4 separate regions of the Mus musculus genome follow, and all the other regions are linked to region 1. The links are chromatin contacts, called in public ChIA-PET, HiChIP or PLAC-seq and promoter capture Hi-C maps. All regions are on one chromosome and are shown on one strand. The core of a region is the stretch at or near the end of the contact, and the rest is flanking DNA. Distances in the headings are between cores, read along the strand shown.

Evidence for each region. Promoter capture Hi-C pulls out the DNA fragments that hold promoters and counts their contacts. ChIA-PET counts read pairs in DNA pulled down with a chosen protein or histone mark. HiChIP or PLAC-seq counts read pairs in DNA pulled down with a chosen protein or histone mark.
Region 2: a contact with region 1 is called in a promoter capture Hi-C map of neutrophils, with 2.4 times the contacts expected there. The contact joins the enhancer-like site here to the promoter of Ggt1 in region 1. A contact is called at or near these places in 5 of 39 promoter capture datasets (the C10 cell line, the HPC-7 cell line, Sertoli cells and 2 more), 1 of 484 Hi-C or Micro-C datasets (embryonic stem cells), 5 of 115 datasets of contacts at active chromatin or transcription factors (bone marrow-derived macrophages, effector CD8 T cells and embryonic stem cells) and 4 of 9 other capture datasets (adipose tissue, liver, macrophages and 1 more).
Region 3: an RNA polymerase II ChIA-PET map of effector CD8 T cells shows a contact between it and region 1, with 18 read pairs. The contact joins the enhancer-like site here to the promoter of Ggt1 in region 1. A contact is called at or near these places in 4 of 39 promoter capture datasets (3T3-L1-derived adipocytes, the C10 cell line, the HPC-7 cell line and 2 more), 4 of 115 datasets of contacts at active chromatin or transcription factors (effector CD8 T cells, embryonic forebrain and embryonic stem cells) and 5 of 9 other capture datasets (adipose tissue, embryonic stem cells, liver and 2 more).
Region 4: an H3K27ac HiChIP or PLAC-seq map of embryonic stem cells shows a contact between it and region 1, with 3 times the contacts expected there. The contact joins the promoter of Ddt here to the promoter of Ggt1 in region 1. A contact is called at or near these places in 8 of 39 promoter capture datasets (the C10 cell line, the HPC-7 cell line, cranial neural crest and 5 more), 3 of 484 Hi-C or Micro-C datasets (the G1E-ER4 cell line, embryonic stem cells and forebrain), 6 of 115 datasets of contacts at active chromatin or transcription factors (bone marrow-derived macrophages, effector CD8 T cells, embryonic stem cells and 1 more) and 4 of 9 other capture datasets (adipose tissue, liver, macrophages and 1 more).

What each region holds. Positions count from the first base shown.
Region 1 is chr10:75,562,470-75,566,417 of GRCm38.p6, forward strand. It overlaps Ggt1 (gamma-glutamyltransferase 1), which reads left to right and starts at 1,663. Exons shown (of 15, transcript NM_001379537.1): 1 at 1,663-1,789; 2 at 2,352-2,436.
Region 2 is chr10:75,755,611-75,759,646 of GRCm38.p6, forward strand. The region is part of intron 1 of Cabin1 (calcineurin binding protein 1); the gene reads right to left. Among named protein-coding and RNA genes, the nearest start is that of Cabin1, 6.7 kb to the right of the region's middle. Within about 2 kb of position 1,326, at least 9 of the 459 cell types and tissues checked have an H3K27ac peak or open chromatin away from gene starts, as enhancers often do. A contact at or near this core is called in neutrophils, where this site is marked.
Region 3 is chr10:75,720,210-75,724,259 of GRCm38.p6, forward strand. It overlaps Cabin1 (calcineurin binding protein 1), which reads right to left. Exons shown (of 37, transcript NM_172549.3): 23 at 1,069-1,330. Among named protein-coding and RNA genes, the nearest start is that of Gm40696, 25 kb to the left of the region's middle. Within about 2 kb of position 1,917, at least 8 of the 459 cell types and tissues checked have an H3K27ac peak or open chromatin away from gene starts, as enhancers often do. A contact at or near this core is called in effector CD8 T cells, where this site is marked.
Region 4 is chr10:75,770,224-75,774,729 of GRCm38.p6, forward strand. It overlaps Ddt (D-dopachrome tautomerase), which reads right to left and starts at 3,151. Exons shown (of 3, transcript NM_010027.1): 1 at 2,993-3,151; 2 at 2,515-2,690; 3 at 1,010-1,283. The coding sequence starts at 3,100. The coding sequence ends at 1,211. It overlaps Gstt3 (glutathione S-transferase, theta 3), which reads right to left. Exons shown (of 5, transcript NM_133994.3): 5 at 3,899-4,506.

The DNA.
Region 1 (3,948 bases), core at 413-2,912:
TGGTGGAAGGCTACATACAGAAGGGTATGGAACTGAACCAGCTCCACCATTGGTCTCTTTCACACAGTCAGAAAGCCCAAACTCAAACCAACTCAAGGCTGTTAATTCGGCCAGGTCATCTGTAATCAGGTCATCTCCAGCTTCCTGGTAATCGTGACTAGGACTCAGTCTCTGTTGTTTGTTGTTCCTTGTTTGTTTGTTTGTTTGTTTGTTTGGGATAGTCTCACATAGCCTAGGCTGGTTTCAGTTACTTAGCTGGTAATGACCTTGAACTCCTGATCTTCCTCTATCTACTTCCAAAGTAGATTTGACCTGCCACGCCCAGCCACCGAATGGTTTTGAAACCTTCTCTGGGAGGAAGGAGGCAGATAGATCCTCCGTGGAGACCATTTCCCTGAGCTTACTCTGTCAGGAATGGGTCTTCTGCCTGCAGACGGAGTTTCCCCAGAAGGAAAGGCGGCAAGAGGCTTTCCGTTCCCTGTGTTGCTCTTGGCCGAGTGTGTAGCCATAGACAAAGTAGGGTCCTGTGATGGTTTCAACCTGGCGCCCCAAGTTCAATGGCTTAAAACAGCAAGTCCCGGTTATTGGGAGCCTGAAATCTAATGTAAGCAGAGCCGTGCTCCCCACCTCTCCCCCACTGCCCCCAGGACTATGGGGCCATATCCTTCCTTGCCTCCCCTCCTTCTGAGCTTCCTGGCAATCCTTGAGGCTGTTTGGCTTGTACTTGTGTCGCGCTGACCTCAGCTTCCTACTCCACATGGCTGTCTTCCCTGTGCGACTACCCAACCGGCCATCTTGTAAGACCACTAATTACTGTATTTAGGGCCTACCCTAATCCAGTATGATCTCATCCGAACTAATTACCTTGTGAAGACTCTGTTTCTAAATAAGGTCACACTCTGAGCTCTCCCTAGTGGGCATGAACTTGGTGGAAGGGGGAAAAAAAAACAAGACACCACAGAAGCCTCTGAAACCCTCGGTTTCCTTGTCTGTAAAATGGCGATGGCATTATAGGATTAGAGACTGGCATAGCATAGTGTTGCATAAGTGCGCCTTTATTCTTTAACGTGATTAATCTTCTGTGACATTTTTCTTCTCCTATCAGTGCTGATATTTGAGTCCAGGATCTTTGGCATGCTTGGCGATCGTTCTACCTTTGGGCCACACCTAGCCCCTCTTTCTTACTTTACAGTGAGCCTAACCATTCACTCCTCAGCATCGATCCATTCAGGACTGGGCACTGTGCATGCAGCCTAGACTTCCTCAGAATTGGGAGCCAAGAAAGATTTTGGGAGGTGTCATAAGTTAGCGGAGTCTGAAGGAAGACGACTTTAGCCTGTAAAATGTCCTGGCAGGAGCATTGAGGGCAGAGAAAGGGCAGGGGCAGGCACCAGCAAGGCAAGAATTTCTCTGCAGGGCAAATGGGGGCCTTTGAAGGGTTTTCCAGCGGGAGAGGAAAATGTTCCATTAAGGTAACAGCAGCCTTGCAAACCACTGGTGAGCAAGCGTCACCAGGTGATAGGAGTGGTGGGGGAGGGTACTAGGTGTGGCTTGGAGGAGGTCACAGATAACACCAATTGGAAGGGACCAGTGAAGAGGCAGGGGGTGGCTTCTGAAGGGCTGGACTCTGGCTTCTGTGGCTGGTAGAGGTTTGTGGAAGGTAGTTGCTTAGCTCAGGTTAGGACTTGTTGACCTTGGGCATCTGACACAGCGGGTGGCTCAGACTTGGACTCTATGTGCAATGTGATATAGCTCAGCATGGAAGATGTAAAGAGGAAGGGAGCTCTGGGTAAGCTGAGGACGGAGTGTAGGGAAATTGTTGGGCGGTTTAGGTACCAATTAAGTCGCAGGGAGGTTGTGGGTGGACAGGTGTGCTTGCTTGCCTTGTGGTCCAGGAGGCTGTGAGACACAAGTGAGTTAGTTGGCTTTCCTGCAGACTGTGGCATGTGATGGTAGGGGCGGGAGTGAGGAGACCAGGACATGGGTAAGACAGGGCTTCCCTCCCAGCCCCCCCTAGAGATGCCAGACAGCACAGATAATTACCAGGTGATACAATAAATGCCACCTGAGAAGGGGGGCGGGCAGGAAGGGGGGCAGAAGTGACTGCAGAGCTGGGAGTCAGAGCCAGGCTAACACTGAGGCTTTGAAGAGCTCTGGAGCCTTCTGAAGTCTGTCTGTTTCATCCAGTCCTCAAGCTCCCTTGATCCTCTCTGGAGAGGAAACCAAGGCCAGAAAGGGAAGGTTTCCCAGGTCCCCAGCTCTCAGGGAGGTCAGGCATGAAACCGGGAGCTATGGGGTGCACATTTCTGTTATTCTGCTGATGAATTCTGGAGTTGGACTTCACTCACCAGATGCTGAATGCTCCCAGGAATTAACAAGCTGACCATCCCGGAGGCCCACGCGCTTGGCTAAGTACAGGCTCCACTCACACCAAAGGCGAGTACTGGGATGGGGTGAACGGGCAGCACCAAAAAGCCAGGCTTGCGGGGGGGGGGGGCAGAAGGCAGAAAATCTGACCTTGCTGTGGTGTGGTCATTCAGAGAGTACTTCCTCAACACCGTTGGGTAACAGTGGCCCATTTACGGATTCTTCTGTCTGGTCATTGTGGTCTATGTGTGGTCAGGCACTCTATGCAGGTAGTCACAGGGCATGGGTGTCCCCTGCATCTGTGATCTGTGGCCTGGGATGATTAGAAGGGTCTGAGACCAGACCCATCCAAAATGAGCCGAAGGAGTCACAAGCTGGGGCTCGACGCTAGGGGAGAACTTGCCAGCTGCTTTTAGAGATGAAGAACTCCCCCCAAGGGTGGACTTTTCTAGGGTGTTGGAAAATCAGAGGGAAGGTTGAGAATCTGTGATCCTCACGTTCATTAAGCTGTTGTGACTTTGGATTTGAAGTCAGTTTCATCCCACCAGTTTACCAGGGGAGTCTCAGGGTTGCTGGCTTTCAGGGTGGGGAGGGAGATCCTGTCCCAAGAGAACCGGAGTGTGGGGAGGGAAGGACCCACCCATCTCAATTACTTGAACTGACTTCTGAGGTTTAGACTATCGACCTCAGCTGTGAACCTTACCCACTGGGGGTTCAAGCCCTGCCCAGAGCTTCCTGACATTCAGGTAAGTCAGTACTACCATGGGGTGTGGTTGGACTGTACGAAGAGAGTTTCAGGAAGTGGTTGGCTGAACCCCTCCCCAACCCACTAAGCTGCAACCCTCCAGCATTTGGTTTCCGGTACTGACAGCTCAAGTCTGGCTTTACTAGGACCGGGTTTTCTAAGATGGAGTGCGGGAAGATAAGCCCTTTGAAACAGGAAGTGCCTTGGGGACCACTGTGAACCCACTTCTCTGCAGGGGAGCTGGAGTAATTCCCCAAGCCACCCCCTAAATGTGTTCCTAAGTCTCCTGCCTGGCCAAGGTCCCCCCAGGGCATGAACTCCTAAAAGAGGAGTGACCTTAAGATGAAAGGAGCAGGTGGTGTAGCCCCGCCCTAGGCCACACTGTCCAGCAAAAGCTCTTGCAGAAATTAAACACACAGAGAGCCCCCGCTGGGCCAGTGTCCACACCAACACCCCTTCTCACAGCTGCCCTCTGCCCAGTTCCCCAGAGCAAACCAAGGAGCAAAGAGACACCCGCAAGGGTCTTAATGAGCAAGCCGGGGTTAATGGGTTACCCAGCATGGTGATATATTCACCAGCCTCACAGGGTTCTCAAAGTCCAGACTAGCCGAACTTTCAAGGTCTAGGCACGTAGGCTTTTCCAGCCCTGACACCTTAAGAGTTCAAGGGTGAGGCCAAGGGAAGTCAAGAGACCTCCTCCACACCACCCATGACTTGTCCGAAGCTGCCTCTTCAGGAAGTCTCCAGCTCCAGCCTCTAAGCTTACAGGTTTCTTCCTACCTCAGTTTGGTCTCAGCTCTAGTTCTGACCCTTTCCTCTGGCTCCCATCATAACAT
Region 2 (4,036 bases), core at 76-2,575, 190 kb after region 1:
TTGCTCCTGGAAATATGAAACAGCCCCTAAGGAAAACATATTGGCACTTTCTCAAAATCTCAGACAGAATTAGCATATGATCCGGAACTCCACTCCTATGCATCTACTCAGAGGAAAACATGTCCACACCAAAACTTGGTTATAAATGGACACAGCAGCAGTATTCAAGAGCTAAAGGTGGGGTCACACAATAGCTAAAAACTGATAAATAAAATGGGGAAAATCTGTAAAGAAACAATGTCCATTCATAACAAATAATGTATGCTGCAACATGAAGGAACCTTTAAAACCAAGCTAAATAAACGATGTCATGTGCAAAACAGTCAATACTGTCTGCATCCAGTTATGTGACACATCTGGAATAGAGACAATAGATCAGCAGGTAAGGAGAACACTGGCATAGGGCTGAGTGCCCTGCTCCAAGTTGGTCTACATGGTATAAAATACGGGTTTTTTAAAGCTGTGCCTGGCCCTCAGAGACTCCGTTTTATAAGCAGCTTTGACTCCCACTTTGAGAATGGAGGATGGCTATTCATGGTGGACATGGGAACCACACATCTGTCTAGCACAGCCCACATAACAGACAGATAACAGAGTAGAAAGGTTGCCACCCTATAAATGTATGGGGTGACCTAGGGACTGTAGGAGCACATGGGCATAGTAAAGTTTTACCAGGAAAGCTAGGCCCAAGAATATAGCAGACACACCACACTAAGGGAAAAGATTGGCACCTACCAAGCACTGCACTGGCAAAGCCCCTACCAACGCATCACCTGACCACCTGGTGTGCCCGGCAGGCCACTCCCAACTTTGCCAGGAGCTTCAGTTCATCTGTGTCCCAGCTACTGAGAACCTGCTCTCCTGTTTGTCTGGACTTTCTGTCCATGTTTCCGTTTGATCACCCAGACCCAGTACTGCCCTTTCCCCACTCCCTCTGCAGCTTCGCTCTCAAACCCAGGACAGCAGCAGTCTGACTCACAACAGCTTCCACAGAGGTGGACTATTTGTGTTTTATCAACTTCTTTACTTCTCAGGAAACCTCTTAAACTCTGCTGTGGCCTCTTAACCCTTGACAGCAACCATGAAGTGCGCGCACGCGCGTGTGTGTGCGTGCGTGTGCGTGTGTGGGTATGTATGTGTCCGTCCTATGAGCGTGCTCCTTTGGATGCTTTTCCCACTCACCTGGATTCAGGGTACTTTGGGTTCTGCTTCCTACAGGAGGAGCAACCTCCTGGAAACCTGGCTTTCTGCCTGTAGGCTGAGAGAGGGAGGTGAAGCAGCCAACGCCCAAGTTGCACACGGCTAAAACCACGGTCATTTCCTAACAACCTGGACATGTCACATGCATAAAGCAGGAACTGGGGCTCTGCTCCAGGCGTTTGTAGCCTCTCTCCTCTGGAGAGGAGCGAAGGAAAGCGATCCTTTGCCAGAGGCATGCTCCTGTATGGAGACAGTCACCATAGCAAAAGGGTCACTGTGTAATTCATAATGTGTACCCTAAAATTAATATTAGTAACTAGCATGAGAAAAAACAATCTGTGTTCACCTCAGCCAGGGTTATCAAGGAAAGTGGGAGCACCTGCCAAACTGGTGTCACTGAAACTGCCATAACTTGTGAAATTATTGCTATTATCATTATTTTATTATTATTGTCTTTGGCATTATAAAAGAAAAACATTTGTTGTTGCAGGATATTTGATCACACTGTAAACCCTGAGATTCTGTTATTCACTGGAAAAACCTGTTTATAGTTATGGTGTGGCTCAGCCCTAGCACACTCTTAATCCAAGAGCTTTCTGACTTCTGTAAACATGATTAAATAAAGTCAACCAGTGATCAAGAGGAAGAGCAAGCAACCAGATGACAGGGAGTGAATATAGGAAAACCAGAGAGAAAGTCAGGAGGACAGAGAGAAAGACACACGGGAAGTAGAAGGGAGGGACATTCAGTTTGAGAGATTTTGAGCCAGGGTGGAGGAGAACTTGTTTCTCTCTTTGGGACATCAGCTGTGGAGGAAGGTAGGCTGGGTGCTTTCTCTGCCTCTCTGGGCTAGCAGGCTTTCACCCTAGCACCTGTCTGGAGAGTTTATTGGCAAAATCGAACGTTTGAGATTTTATGAAAACAACAACAAACTTTCACGTCTGTTTTTTACACAGTGTGCTCAAAACAAAGAAGGGGTGACTGGAGAGTTCTGTGGCTAGAGTACTATTTATACCCTCCAAAACTAACCCTGAATTTTGTAACAGTGTTGAGAGAGAACCGGGCTGGGACCCGAGAGTTCGGTGCTAGAGTACTCAGCTGCTGTAGAGGACACAGCTCGGTTCCCATGTCAGGCAACTCACAACCACCTGTAACTCTAGCTCCAGAAGCTCTGACGCCCTCTTCTGGCCTCCAGGGGCACCTGCACCCATTTGCACATGCACGCATATCCATATGCATAACTAAAAATCAGAAACCTCAGGTCTGACCCCAGTGCTCCGGTAACAAGACGGACAGAACCTGAGGACTCACAGCCAGCCAGCCTAATAAGCACAGCAGCAAAAGACCTTCATTTCAAAACAGAGCAAAGGGTGAGAAAGATGACTCAGCCTGAAAAGGTGCAAGCTTTAACAACCCCAGGGCAATCCCTAGATCCCACATAAATATGGAAAAGGAAACAACCTCCACACAGCTGTCCTCTGACCCCTGCATGTGTACTGTGGCATGTATGTACCCATCTGTCTTAGTCTGGGTTGCATTATCGTGAAGAGATACCTCGACCATGGCAACTCTTTTTTATCTTTTATTTATTTATTTATTTATTTTTGGTTTTTCGAGACAGGGTTTCTCTGTATAGTCCTGGCTGTCCTGGAACTCACTCTGTAGACCAGGCTGGCCTCGAACTCAGAAATCCACCTGCCTCTGCCTCTGCCTCTGCCTCCCGAGTGCTGGGATTAAAGGCGTGCACCACCACGCCCGGGTCATGGCAACTCTTATAAAGGCAAACATTTAATTGGGGCTGGCTTACAGTTTTCAGAGGTTTCAGACCATTATCATCATTGTGAGAAGCATGGAAGGGCAGGCAAACAAGGTGCTGGAGAAGGAGCCAAGAATTCATTTTTGGGGCTGGAAAGATGGCTCAGCAGTTAAGGTTACTGACTGTTCTTCAAGGTCCTGAGTTCAATCCCAGCAACCACATGGTGGCTCACAGCCATCTGTAACAAGATCTGGCGCCCTCTTCTGGGATGTCTGAAACAGCTACAGTGTACTTAAATATAAAAAAATAAATAAATCTTAAAAAAGAAAAAAAATTCATTTTGATCCACATGCAGCAGAAGGGACTGTATTAGTGGACACAACTTAAGCACACAAGACCCCAAAGCTTGCCCCACAGTGACACACTTCCTCCAACAAGGCCACACCTAAGAGTGACACTCCCTATGAGCCAAGCATTCAAACAGAAGTCTATGGGGGCCATACTTATTCAAACTACCACACCACACACACATACACAAGCACACGCACACAAACACACACACAAAAATTAAAGTTTAGAAAAATCAAATAAAATAAATTGGAATGAAGAAATGGCTAAGCAGGTGAAGTTACTTGTCATTGTCATGCCTTACAGCCCAAGTTAAATCCCTGGAACCCACAGAAATGGAATTCCCAAAAGTACACCCTTACCTCCACAAGCACGCATCATGCACACACAATAATATTTTACATTCATATTTATATTATGTGTATGGATGTTTTGCCTGTATGTGTGTATGTGTGCTACATGTGTGCTTCTGGTCTACAGAGGCTAGAAGAAGGGGTCAGACCCCCTGAGACTGGAGTTACAGACAGTTGTAAGCTGAAACGTTCGAGTGCTGGGGATCTAATCTGGGACTTTTGGAAGAGTAGCCAATGTTCTTAACCACTGAAGCATCTTTCTAGCCACAATAATTGTTTTAATTTTTAAAAAGGTGGGTGAAGGGCAAGGACCAACATCCAAGGTTGTGTTCTAAGCTCCACATCTTTTCTATGGCACGTATACATACATACATACAGA
Region 3 (4,050 bases), core at 667-3,166, 160 kb after region 1:
CTAATTTTTTCATAAGGCCCAATGACATCTTTTATTCACTATTGATTACAGTAACTCAGTCCTCATTAAGTGGGTTCACTTCATGACTCTCTCGGAGCCGAGGTTCTCAAACAGTAGCCTTGTGTTCAGGGCAGACTGTTAAGGATGCAGCTCAGATATAAAACTGGCAACCTCTAGTGGAGAAGTCTACTGCTGCATTCTTCCTCAGCTTTTGCAGTATCATCTGCCAAGTTCAGAGGCTCTGCAGGCCAGTGTCTTACTCTGCAGGGTCCTAGAGGCAGTAGGGACCTCAGCACACTGTCAGCTCCCCATCAAGGCAACAACGCTTCAGAGGAGGGCAGTGGCGAGTGCAGAGGGTCTCTTCCAGCCACCCAGCAGTGTCAACAGTGTCGGCAGTGCCATCATCTTGCCTGGGGTTTTCATCACAGATGATCAGTGCAAAACCTGAAACCAAGTACTATCTACCTGACTGGTCAGCTCCTTCAACCTTCTTCCTCAGAGATCTTCCTGAGCTCCAACCTCTTACTGCCCCGCTGGCCTGCATGGTGTGGGGATGTAGCTCTACAGCAGTCTGTGCTCACCAGGTCTGATCTCTAGCAGCCTCCACCTGCTGCTAAGAAATCCGAAAGCATGTCGGAGCGATCCCTTCACTTGCATCTGAAGGAACCAGTGATGCTCTACAGAGCAGAGCTGTAGGTCAGACCTGCATCCTGCCGAGAGGAACACCACACATGGCAACTGAAAACCCTAATGCCAGGCCAAGCATATTACCGCGGCCCCCACGTCCTTCTCTGGAAACAGGGAATCGGTGCCTACTTCAGATGGTCTTATCCCTTCTTCACTACTCAACTCCGTTCAAACTGATGACCAGTCAGGCAGGTCATAAGAGTCTACCTCTGAAATTGTTGTCAATGGACTAGGTGCCCAACGACCAAGAAACAACAACATTCCTGCAGGAAAACAGTTCACATGTCCCAGAGAGCTGGTGTGTCAGAACAAAGAGCAGCAGGGACCTAGGCCAGCCTATTTAGACAGACAATGGCAGGCCCTCTGTAGCACCCTCCTCACCTGCTGCACAAGCTCCGGGGGCAGCTCACTTCTCCACTGCTTCAGCTGACGGGATGCGAAAGAGTGTAAGGCATAGGACATGGTACCATACTCAATCCACAAGGACAAATTAGAGCTGTCAATCTCAAGGGCCCTCCGGAAGCAGTTGAGAACAGGTGTGGCATGTTTCCAGATGGGCCCATCACTCTTCAGCTCATTTGAGTTCAGCTTGTCCTGAATTCGGCTGGCCCGGGCCAGAGCCATTCCCGCCCAGGAGTCAAACCTAGGGTAGTGAGAAAAGCAACAGCTACCAACATTGCTGACCTGAAGGATGGACGGCAGACACTACAGCTTGACAGAGAGTCCGGCAGATACTACAGCCTGACAGACAGTCGGCAGACACTATGGAAGCAGAGCTAATGCTGCCCCTCCTATACACCATCAGTTCAGCCCACCACACCTTAAAACTGGCGTGCGGAACTCTCTGATCACCCCAGGAGATGGCAAAGGCAGAAGCAGCCAGGGAAACCCAGAGGTGCTTTTACTACCCTCCAACACGCTCGCGTGACACCGTGCAAGAGAGAAGCAGGAAAGACACCAAAGACACGCTGGTGCAGAGGACAGCAAGCATGGGAGAGCTTTCTCAGAGGAGCCTTTCTTCCTCAGTGGCCTGGGAGTTCTTCCCAGCTCAGCTCGGGTTACTCTGGAGAAGGGGACAGGGAGAAGGGCTAAAGGGGAAGATTCTTCTTTACCAGGGCCAACTTTACAACAGGGACTTCTTTTCAATAGCTACCAGTTCTAGGAGAAGCTGCCCTCACTTTGAGGAAAGGAGACATGTGACTGTGCCTATGTGTCTACATAAGAACCACATCCTCCATACACAGCAACCACAGCAGAAAAGCATCACTGTGAAAGCTAAGAAGCAGGCTGGAGGGCTGGCAAGATGGCTCAGTGGGTAAGAGCACTGACTGCTCTTCCAGAGGTCCATAGTTCAATTCCTAGCAACCACATGGTGGCTCACAACCATCTATAATGAGATCTGACTCCCTCTTCTGGTGCACAGTGTATTTATGTATAATAATAAATGACTCTTTGGGCTGGAACAAGCAGGGACTGAGTGAACAGGGCTGACTGGAGCAAGTCGGGTTGACTGGAGCAAGTTGAGAACCTAAAATAAAATTCAATCCCCAACAACCACATGAAGGTTCAAAACCATCTGTACAGCTACCGTGTACTCATATACATACATACATACATACATACATCTTAAAAAAAAAAAGCAGCAGGCTGGAGAGATGCTCAGCAATGAGGAGCACTGACTGCTCTTTCGGAGAGCCTGGACTTGGTTCACAGCACCCACACAGCAGCCTAGAGTCATCAGTAATTCCATTTCCAGGGATCTGATTCTCTCTTTCGGCTCTACATGTACCAGGCACGCACATGATGCACAGATATACTTACAGGCAAAGCACCCATATACATTAAGAACAAACAAACAAATAACAACAAAAAACGCACAGGGGAAAAACTACTGAGAGTGACCCCTCCTAATGTAAGTGTCAAATCCAGGTGCATCTGCACACAACCCATATTCTAGGAGTACAGGCCTGCAGGGCAACCTGTGGCTCAGTAACAATGTGACCCCAGGAGGAGGAAGTACCCATAGTCCATATTCTCTGCTCTTATGCAGAGCAGGTTTAGTCCTGGTACTGGGCTCAGAGCTGTTTCCAGAGCAGAAGTGCTGAGCCAACTAGGTATTAGCCCCACCTCCATCCCAAAACACCTATCTAATTTGGTACCACTTGCAGTTCAGCCAAAAGCAGGAAAGTGAAGGAAAGCTGCAAGATCCTCAAAGGACCTCTAACAGTGCAGCGAGGGCCCTGCTGTTCACCCTACCATCTATCATGGGTGTCAACCCTATCAGAAGGCTTAGAGGAAGAGGAAGACGAAGGAAGGAAGAAAAAAAGAAAGAACGAACGAACAAACCAACTTTATATTTTAGCTAGTACCAAGGAACTGATGGAGCCCAAGTCTCTACTGGTATCTGCCTGTAAAGCTCAGAATAAAGGCGGCTCTGGAATGAGACCTAGCACCAAGCTGACAAAAGCCTTTCTACACTGGGACCCATCCTCAGAGGAGATATTCCAGTACCCTGAGGGCTGGATCTACTAGACAAACATCCTCTAAACAGGTGAGAGCAGTTGTTCTCAACCTGTGGGTCGTGACCCCTTTGGGGGTTGCATTATCAGATATCTTGCATATTAGATTATTTATATTACAATTCAAAAACAAAACAGTAGCAAAATTATAGTTATGAAGTAGTACTGAAATAACTTTATGATTGGAGTCACCACAACATGAGGAACTGTATTAAAGGCTTGCTGCCTTAGGAGGGCTGAGGGCCACTAGACTAAAGGGAGGTCTAGTTGCACCTTTAGGACTCTGACTCCATTGACTGTGGACCAGGAGCCGACCATGCCACAGTGGCAGGTTTCGTTATTCTCCCTTTTCAAATGGGGAAGCAGGTGATCCACAATGTCATACTGCACAAGCTCAGCCAGTGTAAGTACTGGTCTATACCATCTCATCTGATGGAGCCACCTCAAAGACAACCAGTGTAAGTACTGGTCTATACCATCTCATCTGATGGAGCCACCTCAAAGACAACCAGTGTAAGTACTGGTCTATACCATCTCATCTGATGGAGCCACCTCAAAGACAACCAGTGTAAGTACTGGTCTATACCATCTCAACTGATGGAGCCACCTCAAAGACAACCAGTGTAAGTACTGGTCTATACCATCTCATCTGATGGAGCCACCTCAAAGACAACCAGTGTAAGTACTGGTCTATACCATCTCATCTGATGGAGCCACCTCAAAGACAACTAGTGTAAGTACTGGTCTATACCATCTCATCTGATGGAGCCACCTCAAAGACAAGCAGGGCTTTAAGTACATGGCTCCCTGCCAGGAGAAAAACACAAGCTGAACAAAAGGGGCC
Region 4 (4,506 bases), core at 1,901-4,400, 210 kb after region 1:
AACTACCTCACCCCAGCCTTGGAAATGTGTGAAAATGCAATGGAGATCAAAGGGTCTCCAAGGTGGAGCTTTGAATGTGAGACCCCACAGGAGGCCTGGGCCAATGCTACTGGAAACTAACCTTATTAGCTTGTAGACTATACAGAATAAAAGAAAAAAAAAACTTAACTTGACATTTCATAGACGTCCTAAAGATGAAGAACCATCTAACTATGCAGGGAAACAGTACCAACAGTGCCTGTGCGTTTCATGCTGTAAACTCTGCATAGAACATCTGGAAAAGGAAGAGGAGACTCCCTTTGGGCTCCTCACCTCATCCGTAGAGTCTGAAATATAGAGCCACTTAGATGGAGAGTGGGAATATCAGCAGTTCAGTTTCCGGTGGAAGGAATTACATTTCCAATACTTGGCGTGCTAGCCGGTATTACATTCCCCATGGTTGGCATGGTTTCTGCCACGTGCACAGGTCCAGTGAGGTAACAACAAGAGGCACAGTGCATAGTGCCCAGGGATGGTCCTTACTCTCCAGGCCAAGCTCAGCAGTCAACACTGATAACCCAGGCCAACTCTTTACCCCAGGCTAGACCAGTTGCTCTCATGACCCCAGTGATCTACACATGGCTGTAGAAAGCAGGCCTTCCAGGATGAACCCTCTGCCCCAGATTTATTTATTTATTTATTTATTTATTTATTTATCTATCTATTCCTTCCTTCCTTTTTTTTAAGATTTATTTATTTTATGTATATGAGTACACTGTAACTGTCTTCAGACACACCAGAAGAGATCAGGACATCAGAACCTATTACAGGTGGTTGTGAGCCACCATGTGGTTGCTGGGAATTGAAATCTGGAAAAGGAGTCAGCGCTCTTAACCGCTGAGCCATCTCCCATCACACGGCAGCCCCACAAACAGGCGACATCCCACTCCTTTGCCCTCATGAACAAATCCCAACTCTAGGGTTTCAAGGATGCCAGAGAGGGGGTTACAGAAGCAAAGAAGTCATGTTTGAATGATATTCTCTTCATTTATTTGCTCTCTTTCAATTATTCACGAGGCTGGGGAAGAGAAAAATGGACCACTGAAGTCGCAGACGTTTAGGCAAAAGAGGGATTTACCATCCTATCTACCAGGCCACGATTCTGCCGGGAGGGCCTCTCTGGAAGGGCTCTGGCCCGGTTCGAGCAAACACCCTGGGTTCTTTGTTTCCGTCACAGAAATGTCATGACAGTTCCTTTCTTTCCGATCTGCCAAGCCTCCAAGGGGAAGAAGCGGATAACGATCCTTTAGGAGGAAGAAGGAGAGATGTCAACTCCTGCATACACCCCTCATTTGTTAAGGTCCCTGCCAGACAGGCCAGCCCATATCAGCCTGCAGGATATTTTGCCAATCTGCCCACCCCAGCTAATGATCCTTGCACCAAAGACAAGTCAGAAGAAAGGTGATGGCTATACCGGTCCCAGTGCAGACTTAACGCAATGGCTTCAATACCTGTGCTCTGTGCTCAGGTGAGCATGTTAGGCTGCTTACGGGCTAACAAACAGTCCCCCTGCTTCTAACTAACTGCATGCTCCTAAAGGCGTGCCCAGGGTACCAGGCACTTAGTTTTGAACCAAAGCCCAGCTCTAAGTGAGGCGCAGGTTCAAATCTGATTCAAATCTGTGGGAATCAGCAATTGCTCAATCACAGGACTCAGAGGAAGTCCCTGGCGATCGTCTGGCACCAGGGTGGTTGTGCACAGGGCTGACACCCTCAGGTTTCCATCTGTAAAACTGGCCCAATACAGTTATCTATGTCAGGAAGCTACCAAATCTGCCCTGTGCTGTGTGCACGAGCATTACCGTTAAGAAGTATTGTCCCCTCAACTAAAGGACAGCATTTGAGCATCCAACAAAAGCAGCCATTACCAACTTTCCTGAGCCCACTAGGACTCCATTTTGGAAGGCTCTTTCAAACTTATCTCCGTAGTTCTTCACAGGCCCGCTCCAGCCTCAGGAATATGAGACTCTAACTCTGCCTCAGAATGTAAGGATGGGGAGGGGGGAGGGGAGGGTCACCTTGTGGGGGAGGTCTTTTTATCATCCAGCAACTCTCCCGGAGCCTTATCTAGTTCAAAGGTTATCTGCCTCAGGACACAACCAGATTCCCTCGGACCAGCCTGGAAAAGTTCTCCCTTAAAAAACCAGACCCCCTGGTTCAGTGACGGTGAGGAGGCCACTATCACAGTGGTTAAGAGGGTGCCTAAGTAGATTCTCAGTACACACAAGACTACACTGGGGCTTCCCAAACCATCCTTTCTCGGGGCTGTAGAGAGTCGAAGGAATTGAAATCTTGCTAACATTCTGATCACAGACCCACCATTCCAGTGCCTGAGGAGTCCACCTTCGTGGACAAGGACACTGAGTGCTTTCTGGAACCAGCAAATAGTGACACCCCCCCCCCCCCCAACCTCATACAGAGAGACTGAGTCCTGACTCCAGACGCACAAATACGTTCCCTCACTGGCCCTGCATACCGGTCCTGGTCCAGGGACAGCTCCTCGGTGAGGAACTTGAAGAAGCTGGCGCTGTGAGTGCGGTTCTGCTCCGCGGTGCCCACAACCCCGATGGAAGAGACCAGAAGGTGAGCACAAGGCTCTGTGGATTTGTTCATCAACAGGGTCATGCCAGGTCGTATCGTAACGCTCACGCGCTGCAAGGAACACAAAAGTTAAATCCTGAAGCTTGGGCAGGGCATGGCTGGTGTTCAGAAGGGGGCGCGCCAAATTCTTAACGTGGGGGTCCGAGGGCTCCGGGTCTGGGACACTGCCCAGGATCCTTGGGAGTCAGTCACGTCAGGGTCACGCCTGGGAAAGACAACCAGGAAGGGATCTAGGAAGGGAGGATAGGACACGGAAGGTCAGAGGTTACCAGGGGAGTGGGGTCCCTGGGGATGGGAACGGGTCATTGGGAGGTCCGACCCTAGCCCACAAGTTCTCGCCGACCCTCACTCACGTCTTCGGGTTTGTCCAGGATGGTGGCTGTGGCCGCACACAGCCGGTTCTCCAGCCCCGCGGGTATGCGGCTAGCCGGCAAGTTTGTTTCCAACTCAACGAATGGCATGTTAGCGGGAGAAGAGTGGGATCGCCAAACGGTAACTGCACCGGGTGAGCTGTGGGAGCCAGTAGAGGTTCCAGAAAAGGAGCGCGGGGAGGGGCGGGGAGGAGGCGGGGCCAGGGAGGCGGGGCCGGGGAGGGAGAGCACAGCTCTGTTTCTCATTGGCCAGGCAGACTCGGCCCTTCTAGATTGGCTATCAGAGATACGCCTCTTCCGCTGTCACGTGTGCCGGCTCCAAATTACTGGTCCCAGGTTCACTACCTTTGGCCCTCCCAGTCGGCAGGTGGCTCTGTTTTTCCCTCTGAGCGTCCCAGCTAGTTGCCCACAAGGCATACATTTCTATAGGAGACTTAAAGGCTTAAAGTTTCTTAAATGATTGTGATCATTTCAAACTCAGTACGGGAACCGCACTTCTTTTGAACAATCTTGAGACCAAATAGCACGTGAGGTGTGCTTAGGCAAGACCCTAGGACAAGGGCATCTCTCTCTGGTCCCTAAGATACCTGAGTTTGTAAACTCTTCTGTCAGGGATAAATCATTGTCCATTAGAGAGTGGTAGAACTACTTAAAACAAACCAATCTGGCCGGGTGGTTGTGGTGCAAGCCTTTAAAACCAGAACTCTGGAGGCAGAGGTAGGCAGATCTCTTGAGTTCTAGGCCAGCCTGGTCTACAGACTGAGTTCCAGGACAGCCAGAGCTACACAGAGAAACTGTCACACACACACAAACCGAAAAAAGCAATCTGTCCAATTACACATAGGAAAGTGTGCATACTAAAGGATCCAGAAGCAAAACCATTACTCTTCTGTTAACAATGTATTTATTAGGTAAGGCACATAAAAGACGTCTTATGGCACAAGATTAAGTAGCTTGACAGTTTGGAGCCGGAGACAGGTAGAAGGCAGCAGTCAGGGTTAGAATGCTTGGGACAAGAATTTGGAAAGTCAGGACATACCAAGCAACTTCCACTCCCACAAAGGAACCAGCCCTGCACCCCACCTATGGCAGGAAGCAAAGACGCAGAGGACAAAGGTCTTTCACTAGTCAATCCCCGTCTCTTGCATGTATTCAACTGAGAGATCATAGATCCTGCATGCCAAAACTGAGGAAGGGAGGCACCAGGGTTGAGGAGCACAGAGGGTCACGTGGTACCAGATATCAATTATATGTATATGTGTATATACATGTATATACAAATATGGCTTGGAGGATGGGGGAAGGTTCAATGGTTTGTAAAGTTTCAAAGAAAAGGAATATGGCCAGATACGTTTCTCCCAAGTATTTTCCTGGAGCTCTCTCCAGAAGTCAGATAAGAACTGATGTTACAGCACAAGCCAGGTGGGGACACAGAGGGAACACAGGTGATGCAGAGAGGAAATTGCGGACCAGAGACCCTATGTCCTAGTGACAGC